Regions from separate parts of the Mus musculus genome. Here region 1 is linked to region 2. Evidence: chromatin contacts called from public Hi-C data. All regions are on one chromosome and are shown on one strand. The core of a region is the stretch at or near the end of the contact, and the rest is flanking DNA. Distances in the headings are between cores, read along the strand shown. Region 1 has its middle 67 kb from the start of Gm31278. Region 2 holds the start of Gm31037 (a long non-coding RNA gene).

Region 1 (5,391 bases), core at 840-3,339, 560 kb after region 2:
ACGTATGTGACTGAGCCTCAAGCATTGGGTCCTAGCCCAGAAAAAAACTCTGCATCTTCCTTCCCCTGCCCCAGGTCAGGTAGGACTTGTTTTAGGGCTTTGGGGTTGGAGGCCAGTGAATCTTTTTACTCTTTACAGAGCTCATAACTGACTTGTTGAGTGATTTAAATAGGACAAATCATACGCATTCCATCATTGAATTCTCAACAGCCTTTTGAGTGTTAGAAATGATGGCATCCACTTAAAGAGAAAAGTGGCCCTTACAGGGGATGGAGACACAGTTGGCCTCAGGTACAAGATTAGCCATTGGCACCACTGGGGTTTGAGACCCAAACAATATAGACTCCTAATAAAGATGATGGGAAAGAAGCCAAGGTAATTGGCAGACAGACCAGGCACCTTAACAGAGTGGGGCTTCTGTGTGAACTTGGCTGCTCCTTAACCCCCGGGGAAATTGTAGCATGGATGCCTGAAGTGGCCCAGGACACATTTAAATCCAGGTTCACTTCGCAAACCCCATTACTTTCCTGTTTGTTTATCTCCAGCCAAGTTCAAGCTGCCTCTCCTATGTCATAGGGGACCACATGAATAATAGATATGTCATTTTTAACTGTCAACAACATAGCTGGAGTGGTGGCCATAGGATTTTAAATAACGCAGCGAACCTTCCTGCTGACACCATTTTTACCATATGCTTCAGGGTGGAACTAAACATAAGGGGGAATAAAGTAAGCATACATGCACACAGACACACATGCGTGCTCATGAATGCGCACAGGCACACACACACACGCATGCACACACACACATTACAGTACAATACAAAAATACAGTTAGTTGCCTATATGTCTTTGTCTGCATTTGGTTCTTTGGGTTCTGCCTTCCCCTCCTCCACTGATAACAGCCATCTGCTGTGGAAGCAACACAATTAAGCTGTTCTAACATCTTCCTGTGGTTAAATAGGCCCATCTTTCCCTATGACAGTTAGTTTATGGAATCGGGAGGGAATAGCTGTCATCCATGCCTACTTGGAAGTGACATTAGGATGATTAAGAAAAACAAACTGTTTTCTTCCAACAAGATCCTGGTTAGTCAGGTTTCAAGCGCCTAGGGTTTGGACACGGTGACATGAATCTCCCACTCTCCCGGCACGAGAGAACATTTGTCCTGAGACAAAAATCTTGTCAGGGACACGTGCGTCTCCACACAAAGTAAATCTTTAGGCTGGCTTGTCATGTCATATACAGTGACCTGGCACAGATCAAAAACAAACAGAGCTGTGGGGGTTTCCCCGGACTCTTATCGGCGAAGAGAATGGCAAACCCCAATCATATTGTGGGTACTCAATCGAAATAAAAAAAAGGGAAGGAATGAGCGGTTTACCCTGGGGCATGGAGTAGCCTCAGTTGTATTCTTTTGACATCTTTTAATTTTCAGAAATTCGCAACACACACACACGTGAGAGCACAGAGTGGATCAACCCTACCCACATCACCAAAGCGCAGGCGGCCAGCAGGATGGTTCAATGGGCAAAGCCACCTCCCATGAAGCCTAATGACCTGAGTTCAATATCCAGACCCCACATGGGAGAAGGAAAGAAACAACACCTGCAAGTTGTCCTCTGCAACCTGACAGCAAGCCTTCACACGTGGACACACATAAATAAATAAATAAATAATCAAACAAACAAACAAACAAACAAACAAAAACACAGCATAGTATGTACCAAACTCACTCCCACCTACCCTGCCAGCCCAGGGTGACTCAGGGCAATCTTCCTCCACTTATTCTCCACCTACTTCCTTCCCACACTTGGACCTTGGTGCAGCAAGTATCAGGTGTCATATAATCTGTTGTATAAGATTCAGTCGCCATCTAAATACTGTGCAAAGATACACGCCACACAGTCCCTGCCCTTCTACAAACCCTAGGTCTGCTGTGATAAATTAAACAGTGATCTTTAAAAGATATGGCTGGGACCTGAGCCTTGGAAATTGTGACTAAGACTTAGGTTGAGAGAGAAGGGTCCTCGCAGATGTAACCACTTAAGAATCTCCAGATGAGATCATCTTGGATTTGGGGTGAGTCCTAACTTCGGTGTTGGGTGTTGCTGGCGAGAGAAGGCAGAGTGAGATGTGAGGAGAACAGAGATGTAGGGAGAAGGTCATGAGAAGACAGAGGTGGAGGCTGGAGCGATGCGACCTCAAGCCGAGGAACATCTGACGCGGTCACAAATGAGGAGAGTCGAGGAAGGATATTCCCCCAGAGTCTCTAGAGAGAATGTGACCTCTGCTGACGTCTTAATTCAAACCTTCTGAGCTCCAGACCCACACATGACTAAATTCTTCCTGTTCTCAGTCATCATCTTGGGGATCCTTTGTAGTGGTCGTTATAGGATTCTAATCCTGCACCTTTCAACCATATGGAGAGACAAAAGATCAGGAAGAGTTCCCACAGCACAGCAGATTTGGGTGAGGTCTCTCTCCTTCACAGAGTCCCCTGTTCTCTCTTCTTTTCTATCTTTCCCGTCTCTGTTACCAGTGACCCCTCAATGTGGAGATGAACCCGATCAGATAATTGCTTGGCCTCCGAAATAGGAAACAAGACATGGTGCTCTGCTCCAAACCATTCAAACAACTCAGTCACTGAGAACATAGATTCAAACTGACCTGGTCAGTTTTAATGTCTTCCCTGTGGGGCCATTATGTGTCCCTTAGTCTTTTCTCTCAGAATTTCCAAACATGCTAAAGAACTTCACTACCTAGACTGCTCTGGAGTCCCTGCTCTTCCAACAGTCCCCACCCTTCCTCCTGCCTCTCCTGTCATTACCTCCCTAACGTGACTAATGAGATCTTGCTTGTAATGTACAGAGATAACAGATATACTAGGAATGAATGGGATGCTCTATTCCAAGGAGATGAAATAATGGGATCTCTTGGGTATGGAGGATGGTTGCTAATGGTAGACGATACTCAAATAAAGCTGGTTTCACATCCCTGGGGGGGGGGGGGAAATGATGTTGGAGAATACATAGGTGAATGAGAAAGCAGAGGTGAGGAAAAAAAAGAACAGGAAAGAGAAGGTTTAAAAAAAGAGTAATATGTACAAATTAAAGAAATAGCTGTGTATAATGGTCCATAATGTAAGCCCCCACAGGGAGGATAATGAGGTTCAGGAGTTTAAGGTCAGCCTTGACTACATGGTGAGTTTAGACCCAACCCCAAGTTGCATCATGAAACTCTAGCTGGGCAAGAGAAGGAGAAGGAACACCTAGCTAGACGTACAAGCAGCCAGGTTTCTGAGTCCATATTTTTGGATAAACTGGCTTTGATAGGCTTCGTTCCCATGTCTTAATGAACAGCTGACTAGATTATAAGATATAAAAAGCCAGGGGCTGGAGAGATGGTTCAGCAGTTCATAGCATGTACTGCTCTTGTAAGGGATCCCAGTTCAGTTCCCAGAACCCAAGTTGGGCAGCTTATAACTACCTGCAACTCCAGAGCCAGGTGATCCAGCGCCCTCTTCTGGCCTCCATAGTCACTGCCCTTATGTGCACATACACACACACATCTAATTAAAAATTAATAAAATAAATCTTTAACATACAGTAAACCCAATGCATGCTACCATGACCTCACCCTTTGACCTTACACCTGGGTGTACCCCTATGAATAAAACATGAGAGTACCACACTGGGACACTGAGCTACGGAGATGCTCCTGGAGGAAGAATTGGAAGCATGACTCATCCTTCTGTGGCTTTGCTCTTGCCTTCTTCCCAACTGAGGTCTGTGTCCAGATTCCATCTTTCCAACATCTGTTTCCTGAGACCTTGTGTCCTGTAATCCTTTGTCAAGTGTTTCTCCTCCTCCCAGTGCCCATGGCATTCACTCTTCTATACTGGACTCTCCTGGGTCTATCAATATTATCTGTGCCCTGATTTGTCTTCTCCCACTTCTCTCTCACTGACGTGTGTCTGTACCCAACTCAACATCTGGCTTTGAGCAGTCACCCCATAAACATTTTATTTATTCAAAATGAATAGGGTGGTATTACACATCTGAAACACCTAATATTTTAAGGACAATATTTTCATATCAATATGATAAACCACTTAGGGTCTAATAGTACTCACTCTTTGTGTGTGTGTGTGTGTGTGTGTGTGTGTGTGTGTGTGTGTGTGTACAAATGGAGGCTAGAGGCCACTGTTGGGCTACCTCCTCTGTCCCCCTTTCCTGTATATTCTGATGCAGCGTCTCTCATTGACCTGAAGCTCACTGATTTCGCCAGCCATTGAGCTTCTGATCCCATCTCTGCCTTCCTGGCGCGAGAATTGCAAGTCTATGTCGGTATCTTAAGCCTTTTTAGTTTTGGTTCTGGCTTTTTAAATGTGGGTCCTAGGGATCTGAATCCAGACCCTCATGTGTGTGGGGTAAGCAGCGTGCTAACTGAGCCATCTTCCCAGCGCCAAGGTGCCCTTTATAAGTGAAGATGACATAGAACATAACCCCAAAGTAGACAGGCCTTCTCTTTTCCGGACACAGTGAATGATGTTGGCTGACAAGCACTGAGTATCTACTGTGTTCCAGACATCATTACAAGGGTGACATTAGGTCATTTAATCACTATAATCAACTCAAGGATTAGAAAAGAACCCCCTACCTGCGTCTTATAGACAAGAAAGCTGAGGTACAGAGGTATTAAGCTTCTTACGAACAACATATGGGTAAGAACTATTCAGAGAAAAGACTCATTATCCAGTGAGGCTCTAAGTTCCACAGTGAAGTCCACCGAGATGCTCAGCAGAGAATTAAGCTTGCTTTGCAAGCACAAGGACCTAAGTTTGAAGATCCTGAAGCCCTGTAAAAAGCCACGTGGCATTTTTCCTTTTTTTTTTTTTCTTTTTCTTTTTTTTTCTTTTTTCTTTTTCTTTTTCTTTTTTATTATATTTTTATTAGATATTTTGTTTATTTACACTTCAAATGCTATCCTGAAAGCTCCCTGTACCCTCCCCCCGCCCTGCTCTTCTACCCACCCACTCCTACTTCTTGGCACTGGCGTTCCCATGTACTGGGGCATATAAAGTTTGCAAGACCTAGAGTCCTCTCTTCCCAATGATGGCCGACTAGGCCATCTTCTGCTACATATGCAGCTAGAGACATGAGCCCTGGGGGTACTGGATAGTTCATATTGTTGTCCCCACCCCCTATAGAGTTGCAGACCTCTTCAGCTTCTTGGGTACTTTCTCTAGCTCCTCCATTGGGGGCCCTGTGTTCCATCCTATAGATGACTGTGAGCATCCACTTCTGTATTTGCCAGGCACTCTTATTGAACTTTATTAAAAAAATCCTTCATTGACAAAAAAAAATTAAAAAGCCGCATGGCTGACATG
Region 2 (5,864 bases), core at 2,096-4,595:
GAAGCATGCCAGCACTCCAGCAAGCAGGAAGAGGAAGGTGGTAATCGTGTCAGTGATTCTCAGAGAAGGAATGGAGGTGGAGTGTGGGCTCTGGGCTCCGCTTGTGACAGTGGCTTTATGAGCAGCCAAGGTTAGTTTTATCAGTGTCATCTTGTTTACTGGCCTTTGCCTCCTGCCTCATCCCTTGGACTAGGTGCTCTCTTCATAGGTAAGCCATCTCTGAAGTATACAGGAGATCACATGGTGGGCTCTTGTTTGTGTCTCCCAGTGATAAGTCCTTATCCTCTTTGGCTCCAAGCAAATTCCTAAGAATTCTCTAGCAATGTATCATTAACAACATCTTCCAAAGAGGCCTTGCTACTCTCTAGTCACTTGGCCAATGTTCTCCTGCATGAGGTACCAGGTAACATAGTGTTAAAAAACAAACAAACAAACAAACAAAAACCCCAAAGGTTGGCTTTAAAAAAGGACCGTGGTCCATGGTGTCCAATCCTTGTGCTCCTTCAAATGACATCAGTTTCATTGGCCAGAATGAACTACCAAAACACTGATAGAATAATCCTGATGAAGTTTAAAGAAAATGACCAAAGAAAAGCCAAATAGCGATACCCGCTATCTGATTTGTCTATGCTCAGTAGTACACGACGCTGTCATTTCCTCCCAGTTTAGGTATGTTCTGGAAGTGTTTTTAAAGGGAGAGTGTAATGTGGCCCAGTCGATCAAGGACATGGTTACAAAGTGCAGCCCTATTGATCATCTTAGGTCAGGGCTTTTGGATGAAAAACGCCACAAAGATCAGCTTTCCACCAACACTCCCAGGAACATCTGCACATAGGACAGTTCAAAACGGTGTTCCGGAAGATAACCACAAAGTCCTGTAAGCATTTCTCCCGTTCTTCTCTCTCTTTCCTTCTTCTCGCTCCTGCCATGTGCTTTCCCTTTATGCTTTTGTTTATTCCTTTCTCCCATTTTTTTTCTAATCAAAGACTATCATGCCCACCAAGGTAAGTACAATTAAATCAAAAGTAATTAGGTTTAATTCCATGACACATAAGAGAATCCACCAGACTGTCTCTCAGGAATGCCCTCATAGAATTCTCAGATGCAGACTGCGGTCCCAAAGGGCATGACAGGAACATTACATCTTGTAGGAAGCAGAATGAGGAATGTGTTTATTGTCCCAGAGGGAAAGGGGAGGGGGATAAGGAGGATGGAGGAAGGGTGGGAGCAAGGAATGGCATAAGCAAGATGGAGCAGAGCTTACAGATCAATGTAGTCATTCCCAGGACACACCCAGAATAAAAGTATACCAAAATGATTATAAGGTTCTGTGTGATGGAGACTTCCTGTTAACCAGTAAAATGCTCTATTCTGTATCTTGGCTGATAGCAGACAAAAAAAAAAAAAAACAAAAAAAAAACAAAAAAAAACATGGAATCCAGAAAGCTGCAGAGAAGCATAAGAAGAACCCAAGAGCATGTGGATTTTTGAGAAATCCAGGAAGGGGGAATTAAAATTGCCTGTCACAAGCCATTAAGTTGTTGCTTAAGCCCAGCTGAAAGGTTTCTTAAGAACACAGATATTGTATGACTTATTAGAAAACCAGGAGATTTTCTAGATTTTAAGGGGGCATTTGATATGATTAGGCAAGGATAGCAATCATCCAATAAAGTGAACAGTCATTCTCCTAAAAAGGCCTTTGCTCTTAGGGGTTCTCAGGAAAGACAGGCAGTATGATGGAGATGGTCCAGAGTCTCCCCACAGGAGGCTCTAGCCACTAGGGATGGAAAGGAAGGTAGGATTCTGACAGCAGATGAAGATAGTGCTTAGAAAGAACCTCTGGAGCCTTATTCTGGGTGAGGATCAATATTTGTGAGCCCAGGTGAGCAAAGATGGTGCATTCAATTTACTACAGAGATTCCCAGATGAATTCAAGACACGGACAAGGGGTGGGGAGAGAGAGAGAGAAGAAAGAAAGGAGGTAGGGAAGGAAGGAAGAAAGGAAAAGAGGAAGAGAGGAGAGAAAGAAGGAAGAAAAGAGGAGTAGAAAGAAAGGAAAGAAGGGATGGAGGGAGGAAGTGAGGAAAAAGTAAAAGGAAAGAGAGAACAAAAGAGGAAGGAGGAAGAGGAAAATGAGGGAGACAGTAAAAAAGGAGGAAAAGGAGGGGATAAGGAGATAAAGTAGAGAAGGGAGGGAAATAAGGAAGGGAGAAACGGAGGCTAGAAATGGAGGAAAGAGAAAGAAAGAAAGAGAGAGAGAGAGAAAGAAAGAAAGAAAGAAAGAGAGAGAGAGAGAGAGAAAGGGAGAAAGAAAGAAGGGGAGAGCCTGGCAGTGGTGGCACATGCCTTTAATCCCAGCACTCGGGAGGCTGAGGCAGGTGGATTTCTGAGTTCGAGGCCAGCCTGGTCTACAGAGTGAGTTCCAGGACCATCAGGGCTACACAGAGAAACTGTGACTTGAAAAACCAAAACCAAAACAACAACAAAAAGAAAAAAGAAAAGGAAAGGAAAGGAAAAGAAAAAGAAAAAAAAAGAAAAAGAAAAAGGAAAAGGAAAAGAAAAAGAAAAAGAAAAAGAAAAAGAAAGGGGTGGGGGGAGAAAGAAAGGAAGAAAGGGAAGGAGGCTCATTTGAGGCTATTTTGGCTGCCTGTCTAGACACAATGATGTGAGCATTCAGAGCTGCCTGGAGCCATACATGACAGAACCAGGGGCTAGATGTCTGGCATCTGCTCAGCTGAGGAGTAAGTAGAACAATGCCACAGAAAGAACTGAGGCCTAAAGACCTTCCCAGCAACCCCAGGGAAGGAAAGAAGTCATACAATAGCGCGTACAGCCTGGAAGAGCTACTCAGAGGGTCAACGTTTCTGTCAGCGGTCTCTCTCCACTTGTGGTCAACCAGAAATCTATTTTTCAAAATTCCTATCTATCTCTCTTCTATTACATGGTGTAAAGAACACCAAACATCACCACAAAGTGTGGTTATTTTTTTTTTTAATCTTTAATGCTAAGCTTCACAATGCACATGACATTAACTGTTGGGGGCAGCAGCAGTTTCCAAGAAGTTGATGGTCACCCCCAAAGTAGCAGAAGCTGGAGTTCAAGGGAAGGTCCTCGTGACCTCTTATTGGGAGAGATGCCATAGATACTGACGATGTTGTAAACAGACAAGACAAACTACAACATTAAAATACTCAGCAGATCTGGACGGGAAAGGCAGATCAAGTGTCCCATGAGAGAACGTTACAGGCTTGCGAGGTGGATTTGCCATTCGACTACCTCTCTCATGGGTCCAACTGAGCTAGCACAGTGCGCTCAGGCCCATGTTTATCTGGAGCAGCAGAAGAAAGGCAGCTGGTCTGAATTAAGTTCTGCCTTCTGAGGCCCTTGTGCATAGAGTGGGAGTCAGGGGTGGGGACAGCATGGGCGGCAAGCCCAGGACTTGTGGAGATGGGGCATATGGCCACAGTGCGTCATTATAGAGCGGGGTCACAATGTGTTGGCAAAGCCACTGAACTTAAACAATAATAGTGTGAGACACATCAAGAATAAAGCTCAGGCTTAGGGATTGCTGGTAGATCTTGAAGAATATAGAAAAATCAAATCTTGGAATAATTTTCATGGCTTTGGAGCACAGAATGCTATCATCCTGTCTGAGGAAAACATTGAGCATGGCCCTTTATATGCATCTATAGACCAAGATGGGTCCTAGGCAAATGAGCTGAGAGAATCTATGAAGTGGAATATGAGTACTAGAAATTTGTGAACTTCAACAGTGGTTTTGTCTGAGCCCCAGCCATTTCTGTAGTTAATCATCCAGGAAAGCAGGGACTGGCACTCTCGCTTCTATCCAGCGACACTGAGATGCTGAGCCTGTGAACCGCTTTTATCCTTGTTAATAGGAACAAGTGCCTATTTAAAGGTCTGAACCAGAGGTAGGTGATCAGACCAGTGATGATCTGACCTTGGGGAGACAGTATCAAAGAAACCGAATTCTACTCTAAACCCATAAGTTGATCATCTTCAAAAAGAACACGCAGTGGCTCAGACGCTGACGATCATCCGGTGGCAGATAACAGCGTTCTGACAACCTTCTTAGGAGTGATGTGTAAAAAAAAAAGTTAAAGATGGGGGAGGACAGTAGTCTATCATCCTGGGATAGTGTTCATGACAGAGAGGGGAAGTTGACCTTAGACTTGGATGCAAAGAATATAGCTTAATCCAATGGTAACCATAGACAAGGACTATGGAACTCAGGCACTCACTGAGACCATATCCTGAAAAGAGAGGCTTTTCAACCCACAGGAAAGAGTGCACATCAAGAGTGCTCTGTGATGATCTCACCAGAAAGAGGATCAGATTTAGCTGTCAATGTTAGATTCTGGATTTATTTTATTGGGACCCCAAATACAGATGCATCTTTCTAAAACCCAAATTAAACTGGACAACCAACTTCAGTAACACATATCAAGTACATGAAGAATTGTGAGAATTGTGTTCATGTGTGGATATTCATGTGCTCTCTCTCTCTCTCTCTCTCTCTCTCTCTGTGTGTGTGTGTGTGTGTGTGTGTGTGTGTCTTTGTCTGTGTCTGTGTCTGTGTCTGTGTCTGTGTCTGTGTCTGTGTAACTACATGTACATGTATGTGTATGGTGCTCTGAGGCCAACCTTGTGTATTCAACTTCTAGAGCTGTCCCTCTTGATTTTTTTTCTGAGATAATGTTTCTCCTTAGAATTAAGGAACCATCTTGGGGAGAAGACGTTGAAGGGCAGGGGGCCATCTTTCAAAACTGACCCCAACCTCTAGCATTGTCATCTTAATATCAACCTAAAGAGGGTAGACTGAGTTCCCGAGAAAGCCTAGGAGAATGGAACTGATAGCATAGCCAGGGAGGATGCTGCAGAAATTATCATATGCTAATACGAAAGGGTGGGCTGAGGCTGCCAAGACAGAGGAGAGCATCCTCCTACTCAGTCTCTAGCTTGGGGTCTCAGATAGACTTACAGTTAGTGTAACAATGATGGTGGTATAAATAACAATATATAGCAGCAGTATCCTCTCTATAACAACAACAATTCAGAGAGGGGGTCCGAGAAAGAGACAGAGACAGAGACAGAGACAGAGACAGAGACAGAGACAGAGAGAAGCCTGCAGGTCACAATCTTCTTAACAATTCACACTGCCTCTCCCTCAAATTCCCTCTTGGGCTTCTGCAGTGACTCCTGAACCAATGAGTCATTTCAATCGGAATGTTAATGTGTTTGACATGTGTCAACATCACCCTAAAAAAAATATTGGGTTGCTTGACTGGCACACATAGCACAGAGGAACCTGACAATGTGCGTGTTTGTCTGGGCCTTACATTTACAAGCCTTGTACAAATCCAGGGGCTCACGCAATCCTTACATCAGCCCAGTGAGGTAGCCATACAACACCCACATACCTGCTGCCCTCTCTTTAGTTTGAAACAGGCTCTTAGTAGACAAGGCCTTCTCTTCTTGAATCAGAAAACACTTATGGAAACTTTGGTACAGGGTGAATGCCACTAAACTGAAACCCTTGAGACCAGAAGTACTCTGGATTCTCCTCAGATTTCAAAGTGCTCACTTATGGATAAGAAACCATCTCAGGGAAGAGGAACCAAGATGAGACTCACTGATATTTCATAAACAACTTTGACACATCCCTCTTGGATGCAACCTTGGGCAGTGTTTCTCATATGCCTGTCTTTTGATTGTAAGCCATCCTATTCTCCACTTGTAGCATCATGTCAATGTTCAGAAAGCTTTAAGTATTAAAATGTTTCAGATTTAGGTGATTAATGCTAATTTCTCATAGGCTCAGAATATTGGCAGGATGGTAGGGC

The links. A called contact is a pair of places that touch in the nucleus more often than the background predicts.
Region 1: a contact with region 2 is called in a Hi-C map of uterus, with 2.7 times the contacts expected there. The contact joins two enhancer-like sites. A contact is called at or near these places in 1 of 484 Hi-C or Micro-C datasets (uterus) and 1 of 115 datasets of contacts at active chromatin or transcription factors (fibro-adipogenic progenitors).

What each region holds. Positions count from the first base shown.
Region 1 is chr8:116,416,447-116,421,837 of GRCm38.p6, forward strand. No RefSeq gene overlaps it. Among named protein-coding and RNA genes, the nearest start is that of Gm31278, 67 kb to the left of the region's middle. Within about 2 kb of position 2,090, at least 9 of the 459 cell types and tissues checked have an H3K27ac peak or open chromatin away from gene starts, as enhancers often do. A contact at or near this core is called in uterus, where this site is marked.
Region 2 is chr8:115,856,241-115,862,104 of GRCm38.p6, forward strand. It overlaps Gm31037 (a long non-coding RNA gene), which reads left to right and starts at 13. Exons shown (of 4, transcript XR_388069.2): 1 at 13-130. Within about 2 kb of position 3,346, at least 5 of the 459 cell types and tissues checked have an H3K27ac peak or open chromatin away from gene starts, as enhancers often do. A contact at or near this core is called in uterus, where this site is marked.